Linked DNA regions of Zea mays: region 1 is linked to region 2. The links are chromatin contacts, called in public Hi-C maps. All regions are on one chromosome and are shown on one strand. Each heading gives the region's core, a stretch centred on a gene start, on an enhancer-like site or on the middle of the called end of the contact. The rest is flanking DNA. Distances are from core to core; before and after follow the strand shown. Region 1 has its middle 5.2 kb from the start of TRNAL-CAA. Region 2 has its middle 25 kb from the start of LOC103653867.

The links. A called contact is a pair of places that touch in the nucleus more often than the background predicts.
Region 1: a Hi-C map of ear shows a contact between it and region 2, with 2.6 times the contacts expected there. The contact joins two enhancer-like sites. A contact is called at or near these places in 2 of 25 Hi-C or Micro-C datasets (ear and tassel).

The regions. Positions count from the first base shown.
Region 1 is chr4:157,689,135-157,694,470 of Zm-B73-REFERENCE-NAM-5.0, forward strand. No RefSeq gene overlaps it. Among protein-coding and RNA genes, the nearest start is that of TRNAL-CAA, 5.2 kb to the left of the region's middle. Within about 2 kb of position 2,322, at least 14 of the 20 cell types and tissues checked have an H3K27ac peak or open chromatin away from gene starts, as enhancers often do. A contact at or near this core is called in ear and tassel, where this site is marked.
Region 2 is chr4:157,434,273-157,440,126 of Zm-B73-REFERENCE-NAM-5.0, forward strand. No RefSeq gene overlaps it. Among protein-coding and RNA genes, the nearest start is that of LOC103653867, 25 kb to the left of the region's middle. Within about 2 kb of position 3,264, at least 19 of the 20 cell types and tissues checked have an H3K27ac peak or open chromatin away from gene starts, as enhancers often do. A contact at or near this core is called in ear and tassel, where this site is marked.

The DNA.
Region 1 (5,336 bases), core at 1,072-3,571, 250 kb after region 2:
TAACAGGCTTTGATGTTTCAATAATAGGAAGACAAGTATAAATTTTTATCATTAACTGAAGAACTATATGAAATAAGAAACATATGTTTTACAATTCATTGCTTACAGTTGCTCAGAAAGGTGAGTAAGGAATATATGAACTGTTAAATAATTAAAATGTACAAGTTTGAAAACATGATGAGGCTAATAAGGAAGTTACAACATAAATGCACAACTCATGATTTGTTTAGAACAAGAGGGACACACAAGTCAAGAGTATTTGCACATGTTGTGCTTAAGCAGTAGCAGGAATTGTGCATCGGTTTGTTTCAAACTTGTACATTGAAATGATACTCTCTAGCAGGAATGATACTCTCCTGGTTCAAACAGAACATGTGGGAGACAAAAAAATATGTCATAAAATGTTGCATACGAATATGACATTGAAGTAGCTACAAATGTTTATATGTAATCACACAAGTAACCATTCAATTATGCCGGCAGACAAGAACAGAGACAACTAAATGTGCCCCGAAATCTATGGTAGGTATTATGGCGGTTGTCGTACTAATCACCCTCCACGCATCGTCGACCACATTAATTTACACTTATGTGATGAGTCCATGAACTGTCTTCTGGAAACCCTAATCGAATGACGAAACCCTAAACCCTAAACCCTAACCGAATGACCAAATCTAATGTTACTTTGGCGGCCAGATAGTACTGGAATCCGTTCATTCACATGAGTTCGTTCAACTATGGAACTGAAACCTATAATTTTCGAATATAAAGTAACAAAGAAGTAACTGCGAAGAGGGGGAAGAGCATGTTCGAACCTGAAATCCGGGCCGCAACAACACGAATCGAACCGATGAACTCTGGATCTAAGCGAGCCGTCGATGGTCGGAGAGGAAATCCACCGATGCGGAGACGGACCGCCAAAACGGACTGCGATTTGTGGCCGCTTCCGCTTCCGAGGCGAACGGACTTCACTGGTCAGCAACAGGACGTGGTCCTCGTGGTCGTCGTCGGCGCCGACCTCCACCGGCTCCGAATCGGCCTTGTGCCGCCAGATCCGCGCCGCGTCGCCCCTTCTCGCCCGCGTTCCCGAGAGCCGTCGAGATGAAGAGAAGTGGACCTGGAACTTTCCGCCGTCTGGCGCGGGCGCCGGCTTCCGCTAGAAGACCGCGTAGCGGAGTGCACAGTCGTCCCCTTCATCTGGCGTGAGAGAGAAGGGGAGCGCGTCGGAGAGTTGCCCGTGGGGCTTGCCGCTGCGGGCGCTAGGGGGCTACTGTAGCCGCTATAATGTGAACAGTGGTAGGGGAGGGGAGGGGAAGGGGGCCGCGCTACAGATAGTCTTACCGTTCAGCTGGCCCACGACCCGCACCAATCGTGACGGCCTGTCCTGGCCTGACGGGCCGGCGTAGCTAGTGCAGCGCAGGCGCGCAGTGCTAGAGTTATTTAAATTATCTTGTAATAATTTAAATTATTTTTTTAAAAAAATACGAATAATTTGGCAACAATTCAAACTTATTTTGTCTTCTGACAACCGTTTGAACAAATTGTCAAAATGGTTTTTAAAATTCCAAATTGTAAAGTAATTTGAATTTCCATAAAAACACATAAGTCTAATAAACAACAGGGGTAAAACTAGAGTTATACTCTAAAATAGGGGCAATGACGCAATAGTCCCTTGTGTTTTTTATTAAGACTTAACACCATTTGCTATAACTAACAGAGTAGGTGCATAAAATAATTTTGTTTTGTAAAAACATGGTAAACGCGCAAAGTCCAAAAAAAAAAAGAAATAAATCCATAGTTACACTCTAAAACAGAAACACTCATGCAATTGTCCCTATTAAAAGACATTGCATGCATTGAGAAAAATATCACACCCTATTCATCCACGGTGTAATGTGGTCGTTGATCTCCTTTGCACTCAACGAATCCTCTAGATGTATCTAGTACTGCCTTTTTTGGTTTCTTCGTATGAATATAAGGCATGTCCAGCATATCCTCTATCGTATTCTTTATCTCATTTACTATTTTAAATTTCACTTTACAAATAGTGTCAAACAGTGTCACCGTAAATTTACATCTTCACTATTGTAACCTCAAAAATCGAGAATCACAAACTTTATGGGGCACATGTAGCAATGAACAAGTATAACTAGATTACCCTATTTAGAGACAAACTGTGATACTAGTATTTTTTTATAAACTTACTTAAATTTAATAAAGCTCGATTTATTTAAATTGGACCAAGGGAGTACTATATGAGAAAGATAGCTGGAATTTCATACTATCCACATAGCCCAACAAGCTAAGATGCGACGATTCTGGGCTTTTTCAATGTTGGTCTCCAAAATGGCAGACCCAACGAGGCCTAATCCACTCTGTTTTTTCAACGGGCCGGGCTTTTCTTACTACCATTTTTGCATTGCGCAAAATAGATTTCGAGCAAATCAAGTCCAACCATGATACAATCCGAAGAGGGTGTCTAGAAGAAATTCGATACAGACATACAGTCATGTGAGTGTCTAGAACTAGAAGTGAATAACAAGCTTATCATATTCCTATATATTAAAGGCCGTCACAAAGGTGCATGCTAAGAGCATCCACCCACGTCGCACTTTTTTTTCTACTCACCGTCCGATTCTCTATCAACGGTAAACAACAGCCTCACCACCATGCACTGGATGCTAAGACCTGGAAGCATCGGACGGCTTCTACTGTTGAGAAACCCTAATGAAGGGTTATGTGGACAAATACCGAATATAGCCCTGAGGGCTATCGCGTCTCTATATATAGAACATGTACCCCTCATATGGAATAGGGAAGAGAAAGAGGCAAGAGACCTAACCCTATACATTGTGTCTCGTGTGTTACTCTGTCGTGCTTCTGGGAAGGGAGACGGGTTCTCTACAGCTTCTTGCGCCTCTACTGCTGACGGGAGGGAAGGGGGCGGATCTGGTGATCCGTGGTAACGTAGTTCTCAAAACGTTATCAGCACGCTCTACCTCGACGTTGTTGTGGATCAGATCTGCATCAACTCTTCATCAAGCCGGCAGGTCCCCGGCCTAGCCGAACTGTCCTACGCGACAGGCTTCGATTACCCTCTACGTAATCGAACGGTATTTTTTTTTAATCTACTGTTCATGGGATCTCCCCTAGCCGAACTCCCTGCTCTCCTGTTTGTCCCGGTGGGAGACCTTGTTGCTGCTCCACAATCTTTGGTAGGGTTCCGGAAGACGTGCCCGAGCACCCGCGCCGTGCCCGCGTCATGCGTCAGCATGCGTGCCTGCAGCCCGCATTGCGTCACCACTCACCACCGCTGGAGGTGGCGTCCTAAGGCTGGGTCGTGCTGGAGGCCATGCCAGCGTACCCTCGTCGGGACCACGCCGCGTGCCAGCAGCCGCACCTCGCCTATGTCGGGGCCGCGTCGCGCCGCTCGCTGGGGCTACGCCAGAGCCACTCGCACAGGCAGTCGTGCCGATGCCACGCCATGCTGCATGTCGACAGTCGCGCCCGCCATCGGTGTTGTGCGTGGCTGAGGAGTCGTTTTTCTGTTGGAGCTTGGATAATCCTGGTCACCGGTCAAAGTGGCAGCGTTAAAAACGGATCCCTCTGTAAGTCTGCAACGAACTGCAGCATGGATGAGGGAAAAGAAAAGAAAAAAGAGAAAAGGGAGAAGGAGCTGGAATGCTCATCAGATGGGTGGGACGCTTACAAGCAAGTGCACCCATAACGTTCGCTCACGAGGAGCAGCCGTGAAGAGAGAAAAAAACTCCATTTTTTATGTCGAGATTCATGAATAAATTTCTGTTGAATTTATATAATTCATGCTCTACCTTAATTATCTTCGGTAGAAAATAATTACGCATGCTTGAATATAGGGGAAATGCTTTTTACACCTAACGTGTTATGCTCATGCAATAATTTTGGTGTTTATTTATCTGCTTTTATTTCTCGTAGTGGATATTTAGCAGATAATTATTACAATGCATGTTTAAGCATGGGAAAATGTTTTCATGCATCTGATCTGCTTATGCTCATGCATTAATTCTATTATTATTTTTATTAATTCTATTATTATTTTTCTGCTTTATTTCTCATAGTAAATAATTAGCAGAAAATTATTCAAAACGTGTGTGCAGACTACACTGCGTAGACTCGGATCGCTCTAAATATTTATGATGTGTTGAGCTTTTGGACTCACGTCGAGCAATTAAATTGTATAATGGGTACTCAGACACGCCGATCAGGCTCCGTTGGTAATCGGCTGAGTTATGGCAATAGCTGAATATTGACTGCGCCCTGGCAACACGACACAATATTTGTGTCGTTCGAACTTGGCTGCGTCATGTGATTGCTATGTCGCGCTCTCCATTATCGGATCGCTTCCGTTGAGTCAGACCGCCATCGCTGAGTCGCGTATTTTTTGCATGCCCTGTAGGCACTGTGTGTCTGTCGCGAGCCACAATTGCGCCTGTTGCGCACGTTGCGTGGATTTATCGTGTACCCCAATTATCGAGCCATAATTGTGCCTGTTGCGCTTATTACGAAGGCTTGCTATACTGTCGTAGCCCTGATGGCCGCACACGCATTAACGCCACATACGCTAGAGCTTATACTCGCGTGGATTGTGGTGGGTTGTTCAAGCCCCTAAAGTCACATTATACGCAACTTTTGTAAACAATTTTGTTTGCCTATATATTTTATTTGATTGTGTTGTGTGGCATCATATATTTATATAAATCGCCAAGGAGCCATAACAACTATATCAAGCTCTATAGTGCTTGAATAATCTGGGAAACTAAATTGAAATACAACAGAACTTGGATAAGTTAATTCTCTGCTCTCTCCTCATGCATAAAGTTTTACCCGAAGTAACCCGAAGATATATAATATAATGCATGAAAACCTTTTTGGCATAGAAGATATCACAAATTGGGATTATATTAATAAGCAAAAAGACCTTACCAAATGATTTAAGATCAGAAATATCAGTCATACATTGCTCAACCAGATGTTAGCACATTGCTCTCTTTGTCGCTGGATGACATGAAGCAAACTATGAGATAAAAGGATATGTAACCGCTAGCAACACGATGTTGCGAGTATACCGAGAGGTTACTCTGAAAAAATTTCACTATGTTGGTGTGAAAACCATAGTGTGTTCCCGTCGAACCACTTTACTCGTCCTATCTAGAACCTCTATGCTTGTGTCGCATACATCTCTCGGAATTGTAAATACTTATAGTGACTAAATTGACTTGGGATAGTCCTTTGACAAGTTTGGTATACACTGTAAACTAAATGGTAAAGGTCGGTCCTGAATGGACACATACCTGGAG
Region 2 (5,854 bases), core at 2,014-4,513:
TTTCCTTCTGGCCCCTTGCACATCTTTCCTCTACCGGCTGGTATCACCGTCGAAACTAACAACATGTGTATGTTTCAGGTTGGTAAAGGCAAATGATCCAAGTTAGGTGTACTATTATTATTTTATTATTATTATACGTCATATGATTGTGAATATGACTGATGGTGAAAATAGAGTTATTTGAAATATCTCAAATCGGCTTAATCTGACCAATCTGATAAGATTTTTATAGAGATTTCATTGATATGATCGATTAAATTTTGTTTTTGGAGGTGTTGGGGTTCAGCTCCGTGCTAAATGTCAGTACCTCGATCGACAATTTGTTGAAGACTTCTCACAAGAACTGGCATAAACATTGTTTTGAATGGAAAATCACGCTCCCAAGTTGCCCGAGTTCCTAGGTCGACGTCTTGTCCCTCGGCTTGAGTAGATGAGGAACCCTCTGGGCAAGCATGTCGATGTCATCTCTGTCACGATGAGTAGGATTTAGGAGTTGAAAGCTTTGGGTCCTTGGGATGTGCATGTCGCTGGTAACTGGACATAGTGTTGAGTTCCTCCTCTCCATGAGAAGGAGAACTACACATGGATGTACAATAGTGAGATTGACTCTTATTGGTCCAAGATTTAGCGTATCACGATGCTAGAGGCCAAACTGTCACACCCGGTTTTGTAAGGCAAACCGAATGTAAACCATGTACGTGCCAGGATCAGAAATTCACGTACACAGCGATTACATAATTGGACCTCATCACACATTGCTCAAATAATAGCGTAAAGATGTATTTATTTATTACATCATGATGTCGAGGACATCCACATAGTCTTTAACTTAAACAGAAATCAAAGTGCGAAGAAGAAATGTAGTAAGATAAGGCCTTCACAGGCAGTCGACTGAGGTTCGCCGCTAATCTAAGTCTAGAACTCATCATAGTCTTGAAACTCCTGTAAATCTTCCGCGACGCCTTCGTCTACTCCTGAGCAGGGGTTGCAATGTGGAACACCTGGTGTTTTGGTGTTAAAGCAAGGATGAGTACACATCAACGTACTCAGCAAATGCCTCGTTTGGATGAAGTGGACTAGCTGTATGTGGGGTGAAGCTCAAAGCAGGTGCTTTTAGTTGGTCAGACATTTATTACTAGTAGAGAGCCAAGTTTTAGAAATAACCCCAAGTTATTAACCCAAAAAGTACTCCCTCCAAGAGGAAATATTAGAATCTATAGTTATAATCATCATTATTAAAAACCATCATCCTCATCATCATCTGTAGCCATAGTATCTCTAATCAAAGGAGCTCCAAAGGTCGCTCTTAACCGTGAGCATGACTGATATATCAGTTTCTAACCCTCTGCAGAGATCGCACAATTTACCCACGAGTCGTGATTCTCTCTCTAGCCCAGGTTTGCAAGATCCTTGTTCACTCTCGAGGTGAGCGGCTAGGGATTTACTACAAAGCCTTTACAAAGATTCCCCAAAGGTATAACCGCCCGTTAGGTTTCCTAAATGCACCGTACTGTTCCCCAAGGGGCAAACCACCCTCGGCAGAGTAAGTAGCATACATCGAGCCCCATTGACGGCACGGCGGTGAAGCAAGCTACACCTTAGTTCCTCTAATTAATTAGCTAAGGGCGTTCCATTCCACCCTCATGAATGCATTGTTTTCTCGGGTGGTCATCCAACGAATAAGTCCTTACGGAGAGGTACTCGAAAAATAGCTCGAGTCCCCTTAAATATCATAATGACATAATCATATCCAGAAGTAAAACATCGTATCATAAATAATCTCATCATGTTCATTGATTAAAGTAGAGCGCTAGCATAAAGCTAATACAAATTAATCCAACCAAATAGGTAATCAAGGACAGGATGAATAAAAAACTAGTAAATCCTTAGGTATTAACTGTATAAATATGGAGAGATGAATTATAAAGTGAGTAGGACATAGATAGGTCAGAGGACACTTGCCTTCACCAACCAGTTGTTGCTCAGGGTCTTCTCCTGCAAATTCTCGGACTCCACAAACGAACCATTATCTACGTGAGTGCCAACATACATTCACATCATTGAATTAGAAAGAAACAATGCACCATACAAACAAACAGATCAATTAATACACACAAAATATAGAGCTCGCATTTATGACTGTACGAGAAAGGAACTGGGATGGTCGATACTATGATCGAGGGCTTCTCGTGTTTACGCTAAGAGAATATGAACTGAAATATTTAATCCGACGTAATTATATTAATTGATATTTATTAAAGGTACAAATAAAATTATTACTTGATCCTCATCAATTCGATACTAGAATAATCATCGTTTCATTGCATAAATTAATTAGTGCAAGCGATTCTAAGTAGCGCAAAGTATCATCGCGTGGCAAAGCGCACGACACGCGAAAATAGTGTGCGTGCTGCGCCCGAAACGACGCGTGATCCGAGCAAGAATTAAAGCGCTATGGTGCGCACGACACACCACGTGACCGAGTGACAGCAACGCGCAGAGAGCACGACGCGACGACTCAGCGCTCGACGTGTGCACGGGGGGGGGGGGTTAAATGCCGATGTCTAGGGGTAGACGGGCGTTGTCGTAGTTTCGACGACCCGCTACGTGCATACGAACGTGGTGCTACGGTGTGCGGCGCGTGAGCTGAGGCAAGAGCCGTCGCGCAGGGCACCTATCATGCTGTGGGCCACGACATGGGCCACGTAGGCGGACGCCACGCAGGTCGGCCGTGAGCCACCGTGCAGGCAGGCCACGAGCCAACGCGGGCGCGCAGGGTGCGAGGGCTCACCGATGGCCGACCGAACGACGACGACGTGCCACGGCGCTGGCTCCAGGCGGCCTCAGCCATGTGGTCGGTGCGCAAGGGGGTAGATCATGGGAAGGGAAGGAGAGAGGAGATAGGCGCTCACTCCGACGATGAGATCTCGGCACGGACGCTTGATGGGACTGCACACGACGAGGTGGGGTGCAGCACCAATGTGACGAGGCGGCCGCGAGCTCCTGCTGTTGCGCAGCGCTGGGCGAGAGAAAGGTGCAGGAGTGGGGGAAGTTGGGCGAGATTTTGTGCGTGTGGGAGGGAGGGAGGAGCGCGCACGATGGTATTTGGGGCGGCATGGGTGCAGACGTCGTGGGAAGGCGGTTTTTAAAGATGAACAGTGGTGAGGCAGGATGACAAGTAGGCCAGGCACGCAGCTGCGGCTGCGGACGGCCAGGCGCGGCTCATAGCACACTTGTGCGCGACAGTCGTGGGTCGGCGAGGGCACGGGGGTGAGGGAGTATGCCACGCCGGGCAAGCAGGCCAGCGGGGCAGGCCAAGGATGCGGACCACTTAGGGGGGCGATGCGCGCGCTGGCAAGCCGCGGCTGGGCCGCTAGCGCGGGGAGGCGGGGGCGCTGGGCCGAATGGGCAGGCCGAGGGGAAGGGGTAGGCTAGTGAAGGAAACATTGACACCTAAGGGCTTGTTCGGTTCTACCCCAATCCATATGGATTGAGGGGGATTGAGGGGGTTTTAATCCCTAATAAGTCAAAATCCCTCCCAATCCGTACCAATCCCCTCCAATCCATATGGAGGGGGAGTGAATTAGAACTTCTAAAAACTTTCTCTAAGCTCACTACCGGAATCAGCTCCTTTGCCGTGTGTTCTAAACACACGGCAAAGGCTATTTTACACTCGGCAAAGGCTTTGCCGAGTGTAACACTCGGCAAAGAACGCTCGGCGAACTGTACATCGGCAACAGCCTCTTTGCCGAGTACTTTTTGTCGGGCACTCGGCAAAGACTTTGCCGAGTGCCATTTGGCACTCGGCAAAGAAAAGTCACCGTCACGGCGCCAAGTGACGGTGACGGATCCTTTGCCGAGTGCCTACGTCGACACTCGGCAAAGACTGGTCCAGTGGACCCCACAGCCAGTCCATGTGCCGAGAGCCCTAGTAGACACTCGGCAAAGGAGGTTTCTTTGCCGAGTGTCTGGTGGACTGGCACTCGGCAAAGAACCCTCCAGTGGGCCCCTTTGCCAGTATCTTTGCCGAGTGCCTTGGCAAAAGCACTCGGCAAAGACATCTTTGCCGGTTCCCAGGTTTCCTTCTTTGCCGAGTGCCACTGTCAGCACTCGGCAAAGATGTCTTTACCGGTTCCCAGGTTTCCTTCTTTGCCGAGTGCCATGGTCATAGCACTCGGCAAAGCAACCCTTTGCCGAGTGTTACACTCGGCAAAGTGACCAGAATGTCCCTTTTTTATTTGCTTTTGTTGTTCCATCCAAACAAACAAAAGACATATATCATTCACATCACATTATATATCAAGCACATCACAGAATGAACACATTTATCATCAACACCATATATATCACAAAGTCTCACAAAACAGATCACAAGTCTCACTAAAGTTAGGATCATCACAAAACAGATACAAGTCTGCATCATCACTAACATCACCAAGTATCTCACAAGATAAAGTGTAACAAACATCACCAACACTCATAAAGGTAAGTCTCGATCATCACAAAACACATCATCAACGAGGTGGGCATCTGGACTGGTTCGGCGAAGGGCTGGACGAAGCATGAGGGTTGTTCGACGCCGCCGATTGACCCTGCACAGAGAACAGATTGTATGTGTGAGAACATATGAATATATATCATGCAGTACTAAAATTTTGATACTCACAGGAGTAGTGAACTCTGTAGGGTCAGCTGCAGGGAACAACGGAGGTGGTGGAGCATGACCCTGTGCGGCGCCAAGGCTCTGCATGTACGCGAACATCTCCGCCATCCTCTTCTCTAGCTCCTCACGTTGCCTCCTCTCATCATCTAGTTGAGTCTGTAATATTTCGCCCTAATGTTACGATAATGCAAAGAGAAGATATATAAAAATCAATGAACGATGAATAGATAAGGAATAACCTGGAGTTGCTGGATACGATGCTGTGAGGTGTCCTGCCGAGGTCGTATGGCTGGGCTCGCGCTCGTGCTCCTTGCTCGCACCTGAGAGAGAGTGGGAGTGGAGGACGAGTCGATTGCCCCGTCGGCAATCCAGTACCGCACATGCCTCTTGCCTCCTCCGACCCTCATGAGGACATCTCCGTCGATGTCCTCGGTCCTCGGATCATAATCTGGCCCATGGACCTCCTTGGCCATGGCGGTGTACTCACTGAGTCGGCTGTGGATGGCGGGGTTGGTGTACGCCTCGGGCCCGTCATCCGGGTTGTAGGTGACGTCGGACGTCGCCTTCCCCTTGTGGGCCATGGCATATGCCGAGAACGTGGAGCAAGGCGCGCCACCATGTGCCGCCGACTGCGAGAAAACCAACGAGATGGTTAGAAATCATGTCTAATCGAAAGTTATATACCTAAATAAAAAAGAGCGCGTACCCATGCTTCCGCGTATTTGCCCAGGCTGCGGCTGCCTTGATGGTGGGAGGGACCTTGCATCAGCAAACGCCGTTCCCGGCTAGCGTTGTGCGCCTCATCCCACTCAGCCGAGCACCACCTCTGCACCATCTTCTCCCAGCACTCAGGATGCGCGGCGCACCAATGAGGAATCATCTAAAAAAATATAAGTACACCGCATATCAGAAGATAAGAATAAGCATATTTAGTACCAATAATAAAGTTTTGTATTTACCTGCAAGTACTGGTCCGCAGTCAATGACATGGTTCGGGCGTCCTTCTTGTTCACCTTCTCCCCAAGGACGGAGCCGTGGTAAGTGACGATGGCCTAGATGCGCGCCTCATAGTGCATGTCCACGACGAGCTTCTTACAGCACGTCGTAGACACCACATCCGCCCTGGCCTCGTATCCAGCATCGCACCTGAAGAAATCCTACATACAAAGACGATGTATCCATACATTATTT